2 separate regions of the Gasterosteus aculeatus genome follow, and region 1 is linked to region 2. Evidence: chromatin contacts called from public Hi-C data. All regions are on one chromosome and are shown on one strand. The core of a region is the stretch at or near the end of the contact, and the rest is flanking DNA. Distances in the headings are between cores, read along the strand shown. Region 1 holds the start of LOC120818115. Region 2 holds the start of fam3c (FAM3 metabolism regulating signaling molecule C).

Region 1 (6,513 bases), core at 2,323-4,822, 150 kb after region 2:
CTGAAAGGTGGAATGACGACTTGTATCTTTTCTTCTCGTACCCAGGACATGACGGGCCTGCTGTACCTGTACCTAACGGACAACCACATCGATTACATCCCTGTGCCTCTACCGGACAGCCTAAGGTCTCTACACCTACAGGTACGCGTTGTCCTCCGGATGCATCCACCCTCTTGTTGAGACACATGGAAATTGCCGATATGAACCTGGTTTAAGGAGCATTCTTTTCTCTCATATCATCGGCATCCAGAATGAGCGTGAGGTGTTTTTTTTAGTTCATTCCGTGTGTCTGCGTTGGTATGACATTAAAGTTGACTTTAACCTCTTTTTCTTTTAACAAATACAAATATCTCATGCCATTTTTTCAGACCTTGCTACCATATCAATCATAAAATGTATGCTGAAATGACTACTATGTGACAATTCTTGCCACAAATTGGAAAAACTCCCTGCAGGCTCCATTCTAATCTCCCCCTTTTCATTAGCAAGTCTCCTCTGCTCAGAGATGATATCTCATCCACTATCTTGTCTTGCAGCGTAACAACATTCAAATGATGCACGGGGACACATTCTGCAACCTGAAAGATTTCAACTACATCAGGAACGCACTGGAGGACATCCGTCTGGACGGCAACCCCATCAACCTCAGCAGGACCCCGCAGGCCTACGTGTGCCTGCCCCGGATCCCCATCGGGAACCTCATTTAACCACACCGACCCCCTCGAATGCAACCACATGCACAAATGCTTGTACATATTGACACACGCGCGCAACATCCGCCGCTCCTCAAACAGTCGATTCAATTTCAGTTCCAAGCGGCCACGCACGCTGCAGGCTTACACCACACGGATCAGTTAACTGATTTATACTCTGGAAAAACATCCACAAATTAGTCAGATTCTGGCAATACATCGCTCTACTTCACAACGCAAGCACACCTACGGACACACAAACACGTACGCGCAAGAAGTCGCTCAAAAGCCAAACCGTTCCGCAACTTGATTAAACGAAAACAGTGGGTGGCATTTTGGAGAAATGCGTTTATTATATAAAACCTCAAATGGCATGTATGTGTCGGTTTAATGTCTGTTCATGACTGGCGAAAAAAATAAAAAAAAACAGTAATATTGTTTAAATGTTTGTTTTGTAAAAATAATAGTATTAATATTATTGAAAAAAACACTTTTGGAAATGTATACTAGCACAAAGTTATTGAAGCTGGAGCTTAATGGAGGGTAAATTGATGATAATGCAATAAAAAACGCATTTAAACACAATCATTTGTTGTAAAGTCTGTACTGTAATCTAAGAAAATATTTTTTACAAGAACTGGAATATTTGGTATATTAAATTTTAAAAAAGTGATGTTTCAAACCGTACAGTTGCGGATACAAAAAGTTCTAATGTCCAGTCAATCAAATAAAGATGATTGTTTGATTCTTGGGAGTGGGGGGGGGGGGGTTGATTTTGATTTTGGATTGGGTTAAGTATAATGCTAATAGCCTGCTATTGTGTGCTCTGTATGGAATAACCACAAGTGAATAAAGTTGTTGTGAAGACCTCTCCAAACTAGGAGTGGCTCAAAGTTTTCATTGACGCCTCGTGGTTGAAGTACGATGCCACCGAGGTGAAAAATTGGTTTTCCTCGGGGGAACGCTGTGTGCCGGAAAACCCACAGCGAATCAAAAATTCTCTATCAGTTTTTCAAACAAGTTGATGAACTGCTCCGTCCTGTCCTTGACGACCGAATCTTTCTCGTCGCCGCCGTTCTGTGTGACCTCCTCAGTCCTCTCTTTGGGTTCCGAAAGTCCGCCCGGTCCGGCTCCCTCTCGCTCCAGAGCCAGCCGGTCCCTCCTCACGGCATCTCTGTCCTTCTCCACCAGCGCCCTCTCCCTCTCCATCACGGCCCTCTCTCTGTCCACAATCGCCCTCTCCCTGTCCAGCGAGGCTCTGTCTCGGTCCACGGCGGCAAACTCCCTGTCCAGCGCCGCCTTCTCCCTCTGCAGCACCTGCCGCTCCCTTTCAACCACCTGCCTCTCCCTCTCCATCACCTGCTTCTCCCTCTCCATCATCCGCCTCTCGCCCTCCATCACGTCCCTCCCGTGCTCCATCTCTTGCAATGCGCGCTCCATCTCCCGGCTTCCGTCATCCACCGTCTCGTTGTCGTCGTCGTCCCCGTCTCCGTTCAGGGAAACCTCGATTTCCGGTGCAGGAGGGCTTGTCACCACGGATAACTTCCTCTTCTTGGGTTTGAAGATGGGAGGGAAATCGGCGTAGGCGGGAAAGGCCTTTAAGATGGGGGCGCTGCCTTCCAGCCGACCCTCCATGGCGTCGTCCAGCAGATGGAAATAAGGCCAAGCGCCGGGCAACCCTTTAGTTCCATCCGACGGGTTCTTTAACCCCTGAGGGAGAAGAGAGAGGGCAAATAATTGTCAAAGTACAACTAAGTGGGTTTTGTTTATTCAGTTTTTACTGTACCTTGTATCTCTTCTTCATGTTTTCCCATTTTTTGGATGCTTGACTGTGGGTCATCTTGTGCTGTAAGCCCATGTGTTTCAGGATGGCTCTGAAATTATAATCATCTTAATAACACACAAAATCATAAGAGTACAAACAATTAATACAGCAATTAGTGAATTGGACAGAAAGTTGGTTTGTTTAACTTTAATCAAAACAGTGTATAAAAAAGCAAAGACACATCTCAATGCAGAAGAACTTAATAGAATACTTCCCACCTATGCATATTGCATATTTTCAATATTCACACAGTAACATGCCCCTCTTTAACCCGCTGGCATACCTCCATGCCCACATGGAAGTATTTTTCCTTCCAGAGAAGAGGTACTTGTTTGAAACCCTCAGCTTCACAAATTCTTCAACTTCATCTGCACTCACTGAGAGGGAGAGAGAAAAAGGATTTAGAAATGAGGGGATGGACTGCAAACCTGCAAGAAAAAAAAAATCTTAAACACTGCTAATTGTGCTGTGTGGAGTGTATTTCTTGCCTGCTGTGACTTCAAATGTCTGTAATTTCCCCCAATTCTCTTACAAAATAAGAGTTTTCTCTTTATTGTATTTACTAAGTTTATTGCGTTGCTCCACTGTTTGCTCATACTTTATTTAGACGGGTTTAGACAACAAATAAAACCTAGCGTTACATCCCCACTGGAGGCAAACTGAAAAAAATACGCGTTATTAAAATAAGCGTACTCGTTGGGAACATTCCCCGCGGACTACCCTTGCTAGGTGTCCATGCTAAAGTACGTTAGCTCGCTTAATTAACGTGAGGTTTTTGTGGTGACTGAACTCACGTTTGTATGGGAAGTCCACGGGATTGCATTTGTCATAAGTGGTGCTCGTGTACGCGTGATCGTTGATTTCCATGGTTCCCTTAGTTCCCGTTCTTCGGTTTGGCCTCGGTGTGGAGTGCCCTTCGTGAGAAAGAGACTGCTCGTTCCTCCTTCAGAAGCGCCCTATCTTCTTCTTCGCTTGTTTTCAACAGAGCCCCAACGTGACCCTTAAACTGGGAGGTCGCCGACGACACCGATCGGCTCGCTGTCGCCCCCTCGTGCTGCGGAGGTGTCGCGCGTGAGGTGAATCCAGTGCACTTACTTCAGATATGTTTATCGCCCCGTACTCTCGGTCAGCATTGCTTTCTGATTTATTCATCTTCCTTGTATTTCTAGTTTATGTTGGCGGTGGATTTTTCCTTTTTTTCACAGTTTTTATACAAAAAGGGCGTTTTTATATTCTTTGATCCAACAAATTATTTATTATAGTTATAATAAATATAGTTAGTTAGTGATAGTTAGTTATAGTTATTTCTGGGTCCTGGATTTTGCAGATGTACCATATCTGTAGTCACTGGTTACTTCATGGCATTACTCTTCTTTGAGCTGTATGTTTAGCCTCGCTGGGTGTGATTGAAAGCAACGTGAGGGTGTGGCGGTGTGTCTATAAAACGAAACGATCAGACGGAAGCAATGGCGGCGGCTTATTGCTCTGGTGAGTAACTTTTTATCCATATCGCTCAAAAATCAATGATTTGTGGTGATTATCTGCAGTGGCTTGTTACTCAAAGCTTCACCACTTTTATGCCCTTTCAAAAAACCCGATATGTGGTCACTTTATGTTCGCTTATGGAACATCTTTCTATATGAGACATTACAATATTATTATATGTTGCTATTGGACCAAACCGAATGGGATTACTTCACACATCGGGGACAATGCGTTAAAACAAGTATGAGCTCTGGATCGGTTGAAGTTAAAGTAGATGAAAAACCTTCTTTACTTTCAGTTTCGTTTATTTTTATGGAGCTCTCTTCGAAGTTCTATTTGGTACTGTTTCTACACAGCGTCTAAAAATAACGAATATCATACGGTAATTCTTGTTTTTTTTAGTGGAATTTTTGTTATTTAGTTACTATTTTTCACTGAACCAATATCCCTACAGAAAATGTCAACATGACGTCACAGCTGAATGTAGGTCATCACATAGCATCTCTTTAGTTATAAGTGCTCCATTACTGCATTAGAAATAGAAGAGCTCTTTGAATATTTTTTAAGGGCAAACTGGGAAAGACATTTGTTTAATTTGTTTAACACCTTCCTTCTCCCCAGAGACGTTGTAGCTTTTAACAAAACAAGTAAAAACAGCTTTACATCAAACGCTTGACACTTGTTTGTTTACATTTAGCCATTTATAGTTACATTTTGATTGACTGCACTGGATGGCCACTTTCACCCAGTGGGGGGTTTTGAATGCATTTGTTCTCCTCTAGATTCGGGGGAAGAATACTCTTCTGGAGAAAGTGGAGAGTTGGACAGTGACGGAAGCTCAGATGAAAAAACTGATTTTCAGGTTTGTTGGGGGGTTGCCATCTTTTTCATAAATACACCTTAAAGCCACGAGAATAGCTCAGTAAACCCACCTGACACATGTTCAGCTGCTGATGAGAGTTTACTGCCACAGCGATAAAATGCATGACACAAGTGTGCATTCCTCGCCGGTGACGGGAGCAATCCTCCACACTCCCATATTTCAGCTTCACGGGAAAAAGCCCTGCAAGTTTTACAACGGCCGCGGCTGCAAAGACGGCGACAGGTGCTCTTACTTGCACTTCTGCAAGTACGCCCTCACCGGAGGTTGTCGCCGCGGGTCACAGTGTAAGCTGAACCACCCCGGGGCTGCAAGAGAGTCCTCCTCGGACCGATCGACATCTGCTGGTGAGGGACAACGGTTCGACCTTTTAATCGATGGAAATTAAAAGCCGATATCATTCCTCTTTCTCTTGTTTTTTTTTTTTTTTATCCAAACCAGCGCCAAAGCTCACCGATGGCCGGTGCTTCCAATGGCAGCTCAACGACGGAAACGGCTGGTTGGAGGTTGCTAATGATCACATCCTCGAGGCCCAGTACTCGCTGCCGCACACCCAGAGCATCAAAATCTTCAACACCTCTTACGGGTGAGAGACGCACGTGAACCCACGCTTGACGGTGCGCGGCCCCCCTCCCTGCTCCCTCTCTCCCTCACCCTCCCTCCCTCCCTCTCTCTCTCTCTGTGCAGGGCAGTGAGCATCGACTTCAACAGGATGAGGGTGTCGGGAAAGAGCCTTCGGGTGAGACGCTTGGACGACGGGCGCACGGTGTGGCTCTGGTACTGCACTCTGGGTCGGAGGTGGATCAAGTACGGAGACGAGGTAGACGGGGGACCACGCGTGTTGACCGTTCTTTTAATGTGGTAATGTTCTAATGTAGCTTTTCGTTGTTGTTGTTTTTTAATTTCCCGTGGAGGATCCAAAGGGCGTCCCCGGTCCGGTGAAGAACTCCGACATAGAGAAAAAGTTCCAGAGCAACCCGGCGAGCTCGTACACCTTCGCCATCGGTGCCGATACTTTCGAGATCAAGTTCGCAGGTGAGGAACGCTCGCTTTAAGCTTTCCCAGAATGCTTCGTGTACTTTGCGCACGTGCGGCCACCGTTTTTCCTTTCCGTCGCGGTTTAGAAATGCGACAGGTGACGGCAGAGAGAAAGAGGAAAGTCGCACGCCGACCGCAGTACCGCCAGCAGCCGGCAGGGTGAGTCCGTCGTCTGTCGGGCGAGGTAGACAGAAAGTAAACACACGTGGGCTTTTTTTGTGTTTTTTTTCCCGCCCGAGTGAATCGCAGATTTCGGACGTTGTCTGCTTTGCAGAGTTCCTCAGGTGGCCTCGGCCCTCCAGAATCTCGCCCTGGACACGGAGCCCCGGTGGCAGTTCGAGGGAGACCGGGGAGCGTGGCACGACTTCAAGCGCAGGGTGAGTTCTCCGTCCCTCGCGAACGTTTTCTTTTTGGGACTCGTGACTCGTGACGGCTTCCCGCAGAGCGGCACTCCGAACGAATGCTCCGTGACCAGTGACGAGATCGAGAGGAAGTTCACGCAGAACCCCGACGAAGGCATGACCTTCAAAGTGGGACGCTACTCCTACAAGCTGGACTTTCAAGGTTTATGTCTAGTTTACAAGCGGTTGTTA
Region 2 (7,006 bases), core at 932-3,431:
AGGAACGGCCGAGGCTTCGTGGTGAGCAAGAAGCGAAGCCCCTGCCTGTGCACCAGGGAAGACTACTCATGGTGAGTCGCACACAGAAGGTTTTTGTTGTTGTTGTTGTGAAAAGCCAGTTTTATCTTAACTTAACTTAACGTTTTGGCGCCATGCAACCAAGGCCGCACGGAGAATGCTCCCCGGTGAAAGCCTAACCTCTGTCCTTGTCCAACAGCGACTACGGCTTCTACCCTCACGTGAACACCTCGGAGTGCGTGAGACAACACGGCGCCGCCAATAAGACCCTGGAGCTCTGCCTGAACGGAGAGGAGGACGAGCTGCTGACATCGGGGTAAAACGAGCGGTGCCATCCTTTCTTTGGATGGAGAAACGCTCCTCCTGCGCAATGCACACTCACGCGCATCGGGCCCGCCTGTGTCTGCAGGTACCGCAGGGTCCCGAGCGACCGGTGTGAGGGGGGGTTCAGTCCTCAGCTCGCAGTGCAGACAGTCATCAGACCCTGTGGAGTTAAACCCAGCCCGGGTCCACCCGCCAGGTCCTCTTCTCCGGTCACGCACTTTGACACACCGGTCAGTAGACTCACAGAACCACCTCACACCTTTGCAATAACCGAATATCTAGTATCTGTCTGTATTATTTAATATTTCTGTATTATTCTGTATATTTAATTTTAGTCATTGTGGATTATTGTATTACTGTTTTTTTACTGTCTGTGTGCAATTTTTACTTCTGCCGGTTAAATTTATTCTGCTGCGGGACTAAAAACGGATTAGTTCGTCTTATCTTATCTATGCATGTGTCCTTTCAGTTGTTGCATGAGGTAAGCTATTTGTGAGTAACAACGGCTGCTGGCATGTGTGTTTTCCCAGCGAGAGAGGCTGGTGTTGATCCTGGTGTGTGCAGGAGCCGGGCTAATTGTTGTGGTGGCGATCGTTTCAGCAGTCTTTGCAGTGAGAAGAGGGCTTTACAGACACCGGTGAGCTGCGCGCACACACACACACACACACACACACACACACACACACACACACACACACACACACACACACACACACACACGTCTGCGGTGCATGTGGTCATTCTGGTTTCATGTCGCCCCCACAGGTCACCAGTGTACCGTTTCTCCAACCTCCGGATTCAGGACGAAGATAACGGCGTCACAGCGGATCTCGAGAGCGGCGCCAGCAGCAACGGCACGGCCTGCCAGCTGGAGTCAGATGATGTAGGAATCAGCACCGTTATCAGTTATAACATATTGTTCCCCTTGTGTACTAATACATCTGTGTTCTAATATCAACAGGATCTTATTGAATGACGCAGTTCTATGGATGCACTGAATATTCAGGATTGGGACGAGCCGTGCTGAAGAAAAACTGCTATGGACTTTTGTCAGACTTATCCCCAATATCTTAATGGGAGCACACTCTGTGGAGAGGTTCGAGGATTTAAAGGACGAGCATGAAAGTGTCTAATTTATTGAGTTTGCTTAATTTCAATGTGTTACTTTGCTTATTATTTGATTTATTTGCACAGTATTTGTATTTCACTTTAATTGTACTTAAATTGTACCTTTAATTGTACTGTGTCTTGTTACTTTCTATCCAACGTGAAACCAAATAAGACGAAGAAGTAACAATGTGCATTTGTAAAAAAAAAAAAAAAAAGAAACGATAAAAGTCATAAAAATATTTAGAATGTTATGTTTTAAATGCGCCATGAATTAAATAAATATGAACCGCTCGAAGCCTCCGCGGGGCGGCGCTGTCTCCCGTTTTAAACAGAGAAAAAGAAAGGGGATTTATATTGGTTAAGATGTCTCACTCGTGGAGAAATTTGGTACAGCGAAGTTTCTCAAAAATCACATTCAATATTCGGCCACAGGGACCTTAAGCATGCGCGTTTATACTATTACCATGATTGCCCAGATATTGATTAAATATTATAGACATTTCAGTCTATTAACCTGTTAATATTTAGCCGTGAGTCACACGGTGCAGAGTTTAGGGTAATTTGGGCCAATATTTGCCCATGTTTATATGACAAATATACAAGTAAAATGTATTTTAATTCTAAAAGCATAAAGAGATATTACATATTGCGTACACAAATTTAAAATAGCAATGCATAGATCAACCTACAATAAGTAAATGAGCAAAAGCTGAAAAAAACAAAAACAAAGCCCTTTAACCCTTCTAAAAGTGTTGTTTAATTTCATTCTTTTGCTTTGTTACAACCAAACATCACGTACCAAGCGCCGAGTTTGGTCAATAAACAAACAAACAAACGCTACGGATCCGCCCGCCTGTTCGTCTTCGGTTTCTCCGGCGGAGTGGAGCATCCTCGCGCTGTCGCCATGTCAACTCATGTTTCAAAACCAACCAGCAGCCGATCAACCGCCCGAGCGAGTCACTCGGAGATTGTTGGCTACGCTTCAGTTTGAAGAGGTAAGCCGGGTGTGGCCTTTCGTCTTCTCCTCCATTCTTCCAATGGAAGCATTAAACGCTGCTTCGAAGTAATCACTGCCGCTGACTTCCCGCCGGAGCCCATTTCGCCGCCCGTCAGGGGAGAAAATGCGGGGCAGGGAGGAGGAGGAAGTCGACGCGGCGTCTCGTTTGTGACGTCGTTTCGACACTATTCGTGTCACGGCCTTTTCAGCCGAGCCAAAGTGACTCGGAGCAACTCTTGTACCCGCGGGTCATCGTTCGAATTCATCGAGAAGCCGACGGTCAAGACCGTCACTTGGCTGTGACCGTTAACGTTACACCGGGTCCAGTCCCCGGAATAGTTCACCCGCACGCCCCGGAGAGAGAGATATTGGGGGGCTGGGTCACACACACTCACGCGTTGTTTTATCACTGCAGGTTTTTTTTTTTTTTTTTTTAATCTTCTTGAGGAGTGGTCGGAGGAGGAGGAGAAGATGGCCAGGGCTGCAAGTAAGTGTGTCCACTGTGATGTTATACACCGCAGAATAACAACCGTGGTGGAGGAGGATCTAATGTGTGATTTGATGTTCCTTCACGTCAATCATTCAGGTATTTTGAAGTTGGCCGTGGTCATCCTCGTGTTCCTGCTGGTTGTCTTCATGGCTTTCCAGCTGCTGGAGATAAACATGGACTTCCAGATTGGCGGTGTGATGTGTGAGTAACCGTTGTCGCAAGATGATTTTGCAAGGGAAGCATTGTGGATTAGTGGGTCCTTCCCTTCACATAATTATTAATATTATTATCATTAATAATAGGCTAATTGTCTGTCTTGACATAATTACAATGATCTCCACTTAAGTCAAATTCCTTGTATGTCTGACATGTTATGGCAATAACTGTTTCCTGATTTAATATGAACTTTTCTTTCTGCTTTTCAGCAAGATCTGTGCCGTTGAATGAAGGCTGTAAGTATGTTACAGTTTGTTATTCAGTCTTTAGCAACAGCGCACTGGTATTACCCACAAATAGAAGAAATTTACACGACAAAACCCCCCTGGTTGGTCTTTCCGTTGTCGGATTCCGGTTTTACCGGATTTAGTGTAAAACGGCGCTTTCTATTCACAGCAGCAAAGCCATTCCGGCACAAGTGTGGCCTGACCAAGTCGTGCCCGCCCGGAAACCTGCCCTTCCGGATGACGAGCGGCGCGGCCAGCGTCGTGGGACCCAGAGTCTGCCTGAACGACAAATTGTGCGTCAAGTAACACCTTGAAAGTCATTAACACACACACACACGCGCACACACACGGCAGCTGCTTCCCGGCACGGGTCAACACTGCGTTGTGTGCGCCTGTAGCGGATGCTTCAGCTCAGCAGTAAAGCATCTCGGCTTATAATGTTTGATAAAGGTCAGGCTGGCACGCTCCCCCCCCCCGAGTCCGGGAACTCCTTCCATGTCAAACATTGAGTAATACTCCGCCTTGAGATTAACGGGCAGAACAGAATATGTGAAATCGCCCACGGTGGCTCTCCATCCTCACCGTGCTCCTCTTCTGCTTGTGTTTCTTTTAGAATATTGAGCGCGGTGAAGAACAACGTGGGGAGAGGAATCAACATCGCCCTGGTCAACGGTAACGCCGTCGGCTAGACGCCGCGCCTTGAACGCCTTGAAATGTGGCAGCGCTGGTTTCATTGTGTTTCCATTTTGGGGACAAGGGGCGGGGCTTCTTTGGGTCGTTTGCCTTTGCTGGTAGTAAACAGAGGAGGAAGCGCTGTGAATCAACTAACGACAATAGTGTGAGTTTTGACTCCACATCTGAATGAAAATATTCTAAGTTGGATATTTTCCCCCCACAGGGAGAACAGGGGACGTTATCAAGACGGATTACTTTGACATGTGGGGAGGAGGTGAGTGTGTTCCCCAAACCGTTTGGTCTCAGACGTTTAGCGAATTCGAAGCGAATGCGACATGTTCACGGCGTGTTGTTGTTGTTGTTGTTCAGAGGTGGCTCCCTTCATCACCTTCCTGAAGGGCATCGAGGACGGCACGGTGGTGATGATGGCCTCGTTCGACGATCCGGCCACAAAGTGAGGACTTTCTCCCCCAGAACCGCCTGCATGCACGCGTCTCTATTCCTCTTGTCTCTCTCTTGATACCCCCCTCCTTCGCTCCGCAGACTCAACGACGAAGCCAAGAAGCTGATCGCCGACCTGGGCAGCACCGCCATCAACAACCTGGGCTTTCGCGACAACTGGGTCTTCGTGGGGGGGAAAGGCATCAAGACCAAGAGTCCGTTCGAGCTGGTAACGCCTACGTCTGCGCCCCTGACAGGAAGCACCACGCGGTTTAGACGCCGTAATGTTTAACGTCACTGACTCTTGTGTCTTATTGATTCCCTTTGTTTGCCCCCCCCCTCTCTTTCCTCAGCATATAAAGAACAACGCAGAAACCAACAAGTTCGAGGGGTGGCCCGACGTGCTGGAGATGGAGGGCTGCATCCCTCAGAGGCAGGACTGACCCGAGCTTGGCTCCTCCCGGCGACCCCGTCCCCCCCATGCGATGCCCGACGAGCGACTTAACACTCACGGCCCCGCCTCCTGAGATTGCCGTTTACATTTGCCCAACCGGAGCGGGAAACCTTCCAGGCGAGGGAAAGAAAGGGGAGCTTCTGTGAAACCGGAAAGGTGAAGCTCGGACCTGTCTGGGAGCATCATGTAGGAGGAAGTGAAGCGGATCACGCGGACCTCCGCTTGGTTGTCTGCGTGCCGGGACACTTTCTGTGTGACGCCCGCAGACTGTTACTGATGCTGTTGCGTAATTGCACTGTTACTCATGGAAATGGTTTTCAGGGCCCGCAGGGCCGTGTTTCCTTCTTCCTGTTTTCTGCCTTAATCGCTTTGTTGATTGGTCTTGGCTCCTTTCGGAGAGAGAGAATTTTTACTGGGAAAATAGTAATTAACAGGGTTTGAGGATGCTTACGTTACAATGTAATCAAATGTACCAAATTCACTGTGAAATGTGTAAATATCCATTTAGAAAATAATCTAAAAGATCTTAAATTAATGACCATTTTAACTATAATATAAATTCTTTTAATAAATGATATTGGTAGCTAAATGTGTGTGTGTGAGGGGATTATATGTTTTTGTTATATTTAGCGGTGTGTGTGTATGTGGTTTTCTGTTTGTCAAATAAAGTCGATGCCTCCGATCACATTAATTACGTGCATTTGATGCTATGATGGATGTAAATAAACATTAATACGAAGAGGCAAGATGCAACCTTGCTGGAGTTACAAACAATGCAGATTTTCATCTGTAAAAAACACCTTAGAGGGGAGAATAAAGTAAAAGTAAAGAAATTGTAGATCAATCTAGTTAAATCTCATCGTTGGTTTCAGAGCTTCAGGCCAACAATCAGGATCACTTCAAGGACGGAATTCATGTTTTTCCATTTTTCTCTTTTCAAGTGTCCGTAATAATATTCTCTTTGGCCTCACGCACGGTCCGTATTATTTTTGGGTGAATTTCGGTCGTTCTCTACTCCTTTACCTCCATGTATCATTCAGTCAGGACACTGTTCCCCTTTTTAAAATTCTGTCATGGTCTCCACCCGTCTCTCCACCTCCCCCCTTGAGAGGATTCTACCCCAATCAAGTGTCATAAACGTGCTGAAATAAATGTTTTGAGAGGTAAAACTATTAGGGGTGTAACGATTCATTTTAACAACGATTCAACGCGATTCATGGTTGCCGATTCGATTAAGTGACGATCTGGGTTAATTTAGAACGATTCGATTAGATTCAGTGACTTGAAATCGATTCAGTAACTTTACTGGACAGTGCAGGCAAAGTTTCTCAGATCCCTGTTGTTTCTTGTAAGGAAATTAGGTTTAAATTAATTATGGATATTATAAACAAGCAAACAACAATTAATGGCAAATGTATTAACCTTTTATTTGAATCAAGTGCCATTTTCAATGTAAACATAATAATTACACAATGTTTGGATCAATCCACAGAACCCCGGATTTTGAACCACATTGTAGGGTCACATGTCTTTACAGATAAACTTGGCAATTGTTGCTGTGATGTTGAGTTTGGTGCTGGCGAGGCCTGAGGTGTCTGCAGAGCTGCAGTTACCTGCTGCTGCTGCAGCGGTGACGCTGCTAGAGGTCCTGACTGTCGGCGTTGTTTAATCCCACGGCGGCTTAGTAGACGGCCGGAAAGATTCGTCGTGTTCCCGTGTTTTTTTTATTTGTCTTCTACATATTCTACAAACAGCGACCGACTTATTTAGAACTCCGTGTTTGCAAAAGCCCAAATGTTTCCACGCGCTGGATCGATAAGTTGGTTTGTAAATGTCTCGCTCGCAGTCGTCTCCTCCACGCTGTGTTTTGTTGTTGTTCCGAGTTTCGCGCGGCTGCCGCTGCGTACTGATGACGTCACAGACAGGCAGACTGAATCGAGTAACGTTTAACGTGTCTAAAGTGCTAAAAAACAAACAAACAAACACACATCCATACCGTTTTTGTGCTTAAATCCAATGTGCAGTTTCCAAGTGTCGATACAAATCGATTATGT

Evidence for each region. A called contact is a pair of places that touch in the nucleus more often than the background predicts.
Region 1: a Hi-C map of skeletal muscle shows a contact between it and region 2, with 5 times the contacts expected there. The contact joins the promoter of LOC120818115 here to the promoter of fam3c in region 2. A contact is called at or near these places in 3 of 6 Hi-C or Micro-C datasets (skeletal muscle and whole body).

The regions. Positions count from the first base shown.
Region 1 is chr4:32,324,780-32,331,292 of fGasAcu3.hap1.1, forward strand. It overlaps LOC120818115, which reads right to left and starts at 3,573. Exons shown (of 4, transcript XM_040174893.2): 1 at 3,312-3,573; 2 at 2,801-2,894; 3 at 2,479-2,566; 4 at 1,021-2,402. The coding sequence starts at 3,384. The coding sequence ends at 1,683. LOC120817668 reads left to right here and starts at 3,579. Exons shown (of 10, transcript XM_040174103.2): 1 at 3,579-4,005; 2 at 4,785-4,864; 3 at 5,049-5,229; 4 at 5,324-5,468; 5 at 5,570-5,702; 6 at 5,797-5,917; 7 at 6,007-6,079; 8 at 6,195-6,297; 9 at 6,364-6,484. The coding sequence starts at 3,984. It overlaps epyc (epiphycan), which reads left to right. Exons shown (of 10, transcript XM_040174892.2): 9 at 46-141; 10 at 537-1,569. The coding sequence ends at 707.
Region 2 is chr4:32,173,117-32,180,122 of fGasAcu3.hap1.1, forward strand. fam3c (FAM3 metabolism regulating signaling molecule C) reads left to right here and starts at 2,182. Exons shown (of 10, transcript XM_078100344.1): 1 at 2,182-2,447; 2 at 2,865-2,936; 3 at 3,036-3,140; 4 at 3,365-3,391; 5 at 3,552-3,675; 6 at 3,996-4,054; 7 at 4,281-4,331; 8 at 4,427-4,511; 9 at 4,601-4,727; 10 at 4,852-5,643. The coding sequence starts at 2,921. The coding sequence ends at 4,941. LOC120817890 (sortilin) reads left to right here. Exons shown (of 21, transcript XM_040174544.2): 16 at 1-71; 17 at 218-334; 18 at 428-572; 19 at 873-979; 20 at 1,108-1,225; 21 at 1,304-1,583. The coding sequence ends at 1,318.